2 separate regions of the Arachis hypogaea genome follow, and region 1 is linked to region 2. The links are chromatin contacts, called in public Hi-C maps. All regions are on one chromosome and are shown on one strand. The core of a region is the stretch at or near the end of the contact, and the rest is flanking DNA. Distances in the headings are between cores, read along the strand shown. Region 1 has its middle 18 kb from the start of LOC112758071. Region 2 holds the start of LOC112758070 (probable protein phosphatase 2C 34).

The links. A called contact is a pair of places that touch in the nucleus more often than the background predicts.
Region 1: a Hi-C map of an unstated tissue shows a contact between it and region 2, with 1.9 times the contacts expected there. The contact joins the enhancer-like site here to the promoter of LOC112758070 in region 2. A contact is called at or near these places in 2 of 8 Hi-C or Micro-C datasets (leaf and an unstated tissue).

Annotation. Positions count from the first base shown.
Region 1 is chr16:16,386,313-16,390,897 of arahy.Tifrunner.gnm2.J5K5, reverse strand. No RefSeq gene overlaps it. Among protein-coding and RNA genes, the nearest start is that of LOC112758071, 18 kb to the left of the region's middle. Within about 2 kb of position 2,092, at least 1 of the 3 cell types and tissues checked has open chromatin away from gene starts, as enhancers often do.
Region 2 is chr16:16,352,815-16,357,524 of arahy.Tifrunner.gnm2.J5K5, reverse strand. It overlaps LOC112758070 (probable protein phosphatase 2C 34), which reads left to right and starts at 1,883. Exons shown (of 6, transcript XM_025806645.3): 1 at 1,883-2,303; 2 at 3,374-3,651; 3 at 3,767-4,075; 4 at 4,172-4,289; 5 at 4,373-4,596. The coding sequence starts at 3,418.

The sequences.
Region 1 (4,585 bases), core at 843-3,342, 33 kb before region 2:
TATAAAATATATATTTTTTCTCTTAAAAGATTAAAATCATATTAATTTTATTTTATTTGATCAAAATACTCACCAATTATGATTATATATATATATATATATATATATATATATATATATATATATATATATATATATATATATATATATATATATGACAATTATTTAGTTGATTCAAATAATAATTATAATATATATATTATTTTAATTTTTTAATATTTAATCAAATAATATAAATATTTGAACTTGTTAAAAATATTAAAATTTTTTGTATATTTCATGATTAATAATCAAATATTTACAATAAATCAAATTTATTACATTAACAATCATGGAATGTATAAGAAAGTTTAAATTAAATATTGTTATAAAAATTTAAAATATTTTTATTTTGTGATAAAATATTAAAAATAAATAAAAGTTAATACAATAATAAATATATTTTAATCAACCTAATAATTATCACTAATTTATATATATAATATAATATAAAGTATTAATGAATATTTTAGTTAAATAGATTAAAATGTATGTTATTTTAATCTTATAAGAATATATATTTTATAAATAAAAAAGAGTCGAGTATCATTTAGACATGTTTCTAATTAAAGGGAAAAATATCACTTTCACAATTTATTATTATTACATTAAATTGTGGATTTCACTTATTTATTAATTTATATTTACTCTTGAATTTAAATGGTATCTAATAAGTAAATGATTAAATGTGTGCTAATAATAATATTACAGAAATGTTAAGCGGCCAAACATTTTTTTTTCAACCATATCTAATCAAATTGACATGCACTTCTTTTGAATATTTTTGTTCTGTTTGATTTTTTTTTCTTATTTTTTTTTATTTTCTCTTTCATTATTATCATCATTATCTTCTCTTCCTCTTCCTTCTCTTCTTTATTTAATTTTTTTCTTTTTTTTTTTTATTCTCCTCCTTCATTTATTATTATCATCATTGTTGTCGTTATCATTATTCTATATATGTTCAATAAAATTATTAAGCTGTGAGCACAAAAATTTTAAAAGATTACATACTCATTCACTTAATTAATAAAATACATTTAAAATATTAAATATAACGAGAATTTAACACAAAATTATTAGATAAAAAACAAAAAAATAATATAAAAAAAGAAAAAAAAAAAGCATTAGAAGTAATTTATGAGCTGTGAGGCAAAAAACTTCTATGCTCTATGTAAAAAATTGTTGTGCTATATATATTGATAAGTTTATGTGTTATATCTAAAATTTTTTGTGCTATATATATGGATAATTTCTTTTCTTTTTAGTAAAAATTTAAGTGCTACGTTGATAAGAAAAAAATGCACATGTATATATTATATTAGTGATTTTTATTGAATTTTGGTCAACTTTATAACACTTAGTTACTAAAAATGCTTCCATGTGTAGCACTATTGTTGATAATAATAAGGTTTAATTACTTTGTTAGTTTCTATAATTTTACTAAATTTTTAATTAAATTTTTATATTTTTTTTCAATTAAATCTCAACACTGTTTTTTATTTTATAATTACGTTCTTTCTAATGTAAAAGATATTAAAGTTAACTAAATATTTCTTTACAAATTGAAGATATTTATAATTAAAATTTTAACTAAATCATTGACTACATGTATTTTGATAAAAATATTATGTTTTTAATATTTTTAACATAAAAAAATATAATTATAAAATTAAAAATAGAATAAAATTAAATTAAAAAATATATAAAAATTTAATTAAAAATTTAATAAAATCATAGAAATCAACTGAATAATTAAACCTAATAATAAATTTGCCAAAGAAATCGAGAAAGGAAATGACGGACCCCATAGCCCAATGGACGAACTTGAAACTTGCGACGTCCGTGGTTTTGATTCCTTTTGGGTCCAAGAAATATTTAACGCGTATTTTTGTCATAAGAAATTATAAAATCCTAAAGCACCAAACAAAATTTAGGAAGATTGGGTGGTTTCCATAATTGAATGTTTTTAACCTTTGCCCATCACCCCACATGTCACCAGAGAGGCCCACTTAAATTTTCAGAATAAAGCGCTATGCTCTAGCGTCCTATAAAAAAACAAGGTCTGACCCAAAATAAAAGGCATGTTATTTGTACACATCTCATTTGATGTTTCCGTTATACACTCCTTAAAAAAAAAAATTTCAATCGAAAAAATATAGGTAACAATGTGAATAATAGATATATCGGATATTCAATTCACTAAATGTGTAGATGGTTATTCTTTTTTTTTTTGATATTATAGAGGGGCAAAAGCTCAAAAAAAAAAAAAAACTTAATTACAAACTAAACGGGATAAGGTAACTCCTGTATCATCTTTACTCAAGATTCTCATTACTTCAGGAGGAGGCATATCCCAAAAAACAAAATCTGATTCTATCTTTAAGCTCATTTTACAGGATAATCTATACATCTATTACCTTTTCTATAATTTTGTACAAAAAATATGTTTCAGTCCTTCTTTTTCATGTCATTTATCTCTCTAACATTTGTATTGGGATGACTTTTCAACTTCTTTCCTCTATTTAAAAGGTTGACCACTGCTGCAGAATCAATTTCCACCACTACTCTCTTGAAGTCAATGGTCCACGCTAAATTGAGGCCATTTTTCACTCCCCAAAGTTTTGCTAGAAACACCGTTCCAACCCCTGTCCTGTGGGTGAAGCCTGCGATCCAATTTCCTTCTTCATTCATGAGGAGACCGTCGCACCCAGTAACAACTGGATTCCCCTGCGCTGTGCCGTCAGTGTTTAATTTAATCCAACCCCTCGGAGGAGGATGCCAGCCAATGTTTCTCTCAGTTCTTCCTCTCTGCTTTCCTACCAGGTAATCCTTCTCATGCTTTTTTAATATCTTGCACCTGTTTGTAGATTTCTTGATGTGGTTGTTGTGGTCTGTTGTAACTAGTATCATGCATTTCTTTATTTCTTCAATACCAAATTCTCCAACAAGTTGTTATGAATGTATCTAGCCAATTTAGGTTATCGTTCTTCCCTAATTGCTTCTGTAAATTCACTCCAATCCAGTCATCCCAGTTTGATTGGAAAAAGTCTGGGATTTCATTACTTTTCAGCAAATTGACCCATATGGTGGATGTTTTGGGACAATTTCTCAGAGCATATAAAGTATCTTCTATTCCACTATTGCAGAGAGAGCAATTTTCTGTACCACCAAATATCTTTGCTTTTCTTTGGTTTGTCATGATTCTCCTGTGCATAGCTGTCCAGAGAAAAATTTTAGCCCTTTGTGGTCCCTTCCAACTCCATACCTTTTTCCATATGGTATTTTCTTCTTTCGACCAGTTCCTAAGAGATTTATATATAGCATTTAAAGAGAAATCACCATCCTGTGATAGTTTTCATCCAATTCTATCATCTTTTAATTCTGCTTGGGGAGTAGGGATAACAATGATTTTTTTCATAATATTTGGGGGGAAAGTTTTGGTGGAGCTTGTCTATATCCTAGTCTCCATTTGGATTTGTCCATTCTCAAACAAAGTTATCGGGGTCAATTGAGTCAGGATTTAGAGCCAAATTGAATAGACAACCTTCTTCTTCCACCCATTGATGTTTCCAAAACAGAGTTGATAGTCCATTTTCAATGTGGTGGAGAAATTTTGAAACATAGGCCATAATTTCATCAACTCCTTCCAAAGAGAGGAATTTGTAGTCTTCACTTTGATTTGATTGTTCAAGCTTCCTCCATTGCAGTAATTATGACTTAACACTTTTATCTAAAACGCTTCTGGATTTTCTTTGGCTTGCCATAAAATTTTGAGCAAAAAAGCATCATTCACTGTTGTTAGGTCACAAAATCCAAGGCTCCTTCATGTTTTGGCTGATAAAGAGTTTTCCACCCAATCAGATGCATTTTTCGTTGATTGTTGTCCTCATCCCAAATGAAATTTTTTTGGATCTTTTCTACTTCTCGGCAGATTTCTCTCAGAATCTTCTCGTGTTGCATATTAAAATTTAAGGTTGAACTTAACACTGATTGTGCTAGAGTTAATCTCCCTGCAAAGGACAGACATTTGTCCTTCCACCCCTTAAGCTTATTCTGCATTCTTCCCAACATGTCTTTATAATTTTCTTTCCCCTTCTGATTATTTGTTATCATAGCCCCAAATATCTGCCTAAGTCTCTTTCTTCTCTAAACCTGGTTAGCTTTGTTATATCCTCTCTGGTGTTTGGTTGGTTTTTCTTTGAAAAAACTATGGAAGACTTTTCTTTATTAATATTCAACCCGGTCACATTATAAAACGCCTCCAACACTTCTATGACTATTTATTTGTTCCATAGTTGCCTCTGTAAATAGCAGCAAGTCGTCTGCGAACATAAGATGAGAGATGTCTGGTCCTTCTCTTCCAACTCTGATAGCTTTCCATCCTCCACTCTGAACCTGCTCTTCAATGAGATAAGACAGGGCATCCATTGCAATGACAAAGAGATAGGGGATAGAGGATTTCCCTGTCTCAGCCCTCTGATAGGGGTAAATTTTTCAGTTCTGTTTCCATTCCATATCACACTGTAATTCACTAATTGGATGCAAT
Region 2 (4,710 bases), core at 634-3,133:
TGGTCCAATATCAACGGAACCATTCTACCCCAATACTACATACATAGCACTTCTTTTTTATTCTTTTAGCATCGTCAACGGATTTTAGATTGAAAAGGAAACCTCATCGCATTTTAAAATTATTAAGCATCATATTTTAATACATATTAAATATGTACCAACATTCGATAAATATATGCTTATTCTTACCCCCTATATATATACTTGCAAATGCTTTCTTCCTTATAATATATAGTCTTAAAATAATTTATGATCGCTGTAACCTGTGGCTGCACCACTGTCAGTATAATTTTCAGGTGTAGATTATTAATTATTAATTGTTTTGCTATATATATATATATATATATATGTGTGTGTGTGTGTATGTGTGTGTGTGTAAGCACCAACCACCAGAACACGTATGGCTGCTGATAATTATTTAATTAGTAGCAGTTATGCCAAGCATTGTGAGGGAAACGGTCTTTCATTCCCCTTTTAATTTTGTTTCTGAGATATTAATTAGTAATCGAGTAATATTAGAAAAATAACTAAAATTTATCTTATTTAATATTTATTATTTAATAAATATTAAAATAAAATAAATTTTTATTGTTTGTAGTTAATTTTTTTTGTTACGAAACATTTTGGTTAGTAATAATACACTGGGCATAATAATTCCCTAATTGATCTCTGCATATTGTCATAAACAAACACCAATAATTCACGTGTCCTAAAAATGGTCATGTTTGTACTCAACTGAAAGATTCCCTTTGTTGTGTGCCCATACCCCATATATCTATCTACATTATTGGAAATGAAAAGATAAAAATATCACTTTTGAATTTAAAAAAGAAATTAAGAAAAACCATCGTCCTATATATATGGGGAAATTGGAACAAAAAAAACATGGCAACTCAATAATACGCTGATAGGGTAAATGAACACATGCATACATACATTGCATGGGGACAACTTCTTTTGTTTGGCATGCATCATAGATTCTTTTAGCATATTATTTACTGTATAATAGCAATAATATCATGCCAACCAAACATCAAAAAGGGCAATATTGTGATATGAAATATCTAAAGACTATAATTTTTTAAGAAGCAACCCATGCGTTGAATTTCCTTTTTTTTTTTTTGAAAAAAATTGTTACTGTTATCAAATTCACTAGACTAATTGAGTTCATCCTATGTAGGAAATTGGTGGGATCTCACTTTTACCCTTTTATAGTCACAAACTTTTACCTTGTATGACTTGCCGGGAAGAGAATAGTTTCATAGAGTTCCATATTTAGTAAAAGGAAAAAGACCCACATACCTCTTTGCGCTTTTTAATTTGTACATGAAAGCCTAGTTGGTGTTGCACTCGATTATGGGAAGGACCGAAGGAGGGGACTTCACATTAGTGTGGTGTCAGCGTGGAATGGAAATCGGACACTGCGATTTTATAATTCATTTCATAAAAAAATTACACACTACTAACAATACGGAGGGTCCGATTACTACCTTCCGAAAATTCAAAATTTCACCAGCTCCAAATCGGATCCTCCGATTTGTGGAGCCAAATTTAAAATTCAATGAACTCACACGATCCGAGTTCTAGGATCTGACACTAACAAAAAATCTGCCCCACAGATTAGTCTGATACCCCATGACTCCATATTTAGGGAAGACGCGCACACACCTTCCATATCGAAAAAATTGAGCCTACCTCTTTGAATCAAAAAATTTAAATATAACTACGGTTTAGTTAATATGTATCTTAATAACACTATTGTTAATAGAATGTTTTAAATATTTTTATTTAATAAATAAAAAATAAATATATTAAAAACTTAAATTTTTTATATTTAAAAAAAAATCTTAATTTATCATCTTAATCTGTATTCTTAAAACACAAGTTAAACAAAGTCAAAACTATAATCGTCTCATTTTATATGTACATTGTGAATTTTATTTTAGTTGAAATCTAAACTTAGGTGAAGCCAGGATAATCGCTTTAGAAAATAGTTTGATATACAAGCATAAACAAAAAGGTAGCACTTAATAAAAGAAGAGTGTTTTGTTATAGTTATTGGGTCTCTTGTTTATGTGGTGTGGATAAAAAGGGTGGTGAAGAAGAGACTAGAAGAAGCGAACAAAACAAAGCTACACAATGATGGATGCTGATCCGTTCTCACCTCTTCTTCTTTCTCAAAGTTTCAGCTACTATCCTTGTCGGAATTCCCTCCTCTTGTTCCGGCCATCACACTTCCTCCCTCAGATTCACCCTTTCTAGTTCCCTTCCCTTGTCACACACCAAAAGAACTCTAAGCTAAGGTGGTCTCTTATTGCACATCCATGTGTTTTGCTCTCTTTTTCAGCGACTATGTTCTTTTTGTTTCATGGATATCGATAGAGAGACACAGAAGCTGTGCTTATTATCTTAAAGCAATAATAATGGGGTGTTTCAAATTCGGATCAGGACCTTATAAACAAAACTGTTCTTCTTCTGTAGATGTTTCTGTCCTGTCTTTGATGAAATGAATTGAGCTGGAAGTAGTGGTCGACAAATTCTTCCATATATATTTTTTTTGTACTTTCTTCTTCTTTTTTTTCTTCACTTATTGTGGAATTTAATTCTATTCTGTTCTGTTTTGGTATCTTTGAATTTCAAAAGGTAGGAAGAGTGGTGTTGGGAGATTGGACATGTTCCAGTATATATGGATTTTGACTTTCTGTGTCATATATATTCTTGGAAATTTTGTTCTTCTCAGGTCCTCGTATGCAGAATCTAATATCCTTAATTAACTTTTCCTCTATAATGTTCTGTTGTTCAACAGAACATTAATATATTTCTTTTAAATGACAGCCAATCATCCTATGACAATGCAAAGAAAAATGAAATCAATTTTTATTATAGTTATTCCAATAAAGCCACGGGAATATGTTTCTTCCTGAATGGACCACTCTTTGAACCCATCAATGGAGATGATGGGCAACTATTTATTTTTTAAGAAGACCTTCCCTTGTTTCTTTTCTCTGAGTATTTTTGTAATTTCATCTTCTTTCTTGTGAACAGTGTATTCCTGAAATTCAGTGTAGGAATGAATGTTTCTGGATTTAGCTTTTTTTTTTTTTTTTCCACTCCCACCCCTCTTTCTTTCTCATGGATATTAAATTCTGAGCATTCTGGCTCACACCTTGTCTTTTCTTCAGTCACGGATTCTCTCCCAACTTGTTTCCTCTTTCTATTTTTATTTCAACATAAAGCAAATAAAAAAAACCAAGAAAGTTCTTTCTTTTTCTATGTGCTGTTCTGTTTTAAGAGTTATACCAGCTACTAGTCTACTACTTCAGCACTGTTGTGTATATGTAAGCCATAACCATTGTACGTTTTGAATGCACAGATTCTAATACTATAAGAGAGGGAGAAGCACACATTTGAGAGGTGATGGGGCATTTATCTTCTATGTTGAATGGTTTGGCGAGGTGGAAGAAGGGAAAAAGTTCTGGCAGATGTGTCGGTAGAGATGCTGCTGAAGCTATGGCAAGGGAAGCCAAGAAAAATGACTTGATTCTATGCAGTTCCGGCACTGTCAATGTTGATGGTTCAAAGAACTATGCCTCAATCTTTTCCAAGAAAGGCCAGAAAGGTGTGAACCAAGATTGCTGTGTAGTCTGGGAGGTATATAATTATATATGCAGTTATGCACAATCTCACTCCTGTTCTTGTTGCATATTCATGGGGTCTAATAAATTTTGCAACTATGCTAATAGATTGTGGTGATGATTGATTATAGGAATATGGGTGCCAAGAGGACATGATATTCTGTGGGATATTTGATGGGCATGGGCCATGGGGTCACTTTGTGGCAAAGAAAGTGAGAGAGACAATGCCATCATCTTTGCTATGCAATTGGCAGGAGGCACTTGCACAATCTCCTCTTGATCCTGAGATTGATGTTGAGCAAGAGAAGAAGCAGAACCGTTTCAACATATGGAAGCACTCTTACTTGAAGACTTGTGCTGCCATTGATCAAGAACTCTTTCGCTACCGCAAGATCGACTCCTTTTACAGCGGAACCACTGCTCTTTCAGTTGTTAGACAGGTCAAAACTAAATAAAAAAGCTTTCAATTTTGTATTACATTGTTGAGTTGTTTTGAAGAATGAAAACTCATAGTTGTTGCAAAGTGTAATTGGCAGGGTGAACTCATCATTATAGCAAATGTAGGTGATTCCCGTGCTGTGTTAGCTACATCATCAGATGATGGAAGTTTGGTTCCAGTTCAATTAACAGTTGATTTCAAGCCCAATTTACCCCGTTAGTGTTGTTTCAAGCTTAGTGTTCTTCAATGGTTATTGTCCAATGTTACTTTTAACAAGAATTGATCATGATTTTTGCAGAGGAGGCAGAGAGAATAATGCAGTGCCAGGGGAGGGTGTTCTGCTTACATGATGAACCAGGGGTGCATAGGGTGTGGCTGCCGGACGAGGACTCACCGGGACTCGCCATGTCTAGAGCTTTTGGTGATTACTGCATCAAAGATTATGGTATTATATCAGTACCTGAGGTCACACACAGACATATAAGCACCAAAGACCAGTTTGTTGTGCTAGCCACTGATGGGGTATGTAATCTTCTCCTTCCATGTTAATATTTGTTACTGATATAACCATTTACATGTCTCTTAAGATCCGTTTAAGTTTTTGGGATAAATAATTTCTTATCGTGTAATCCATAG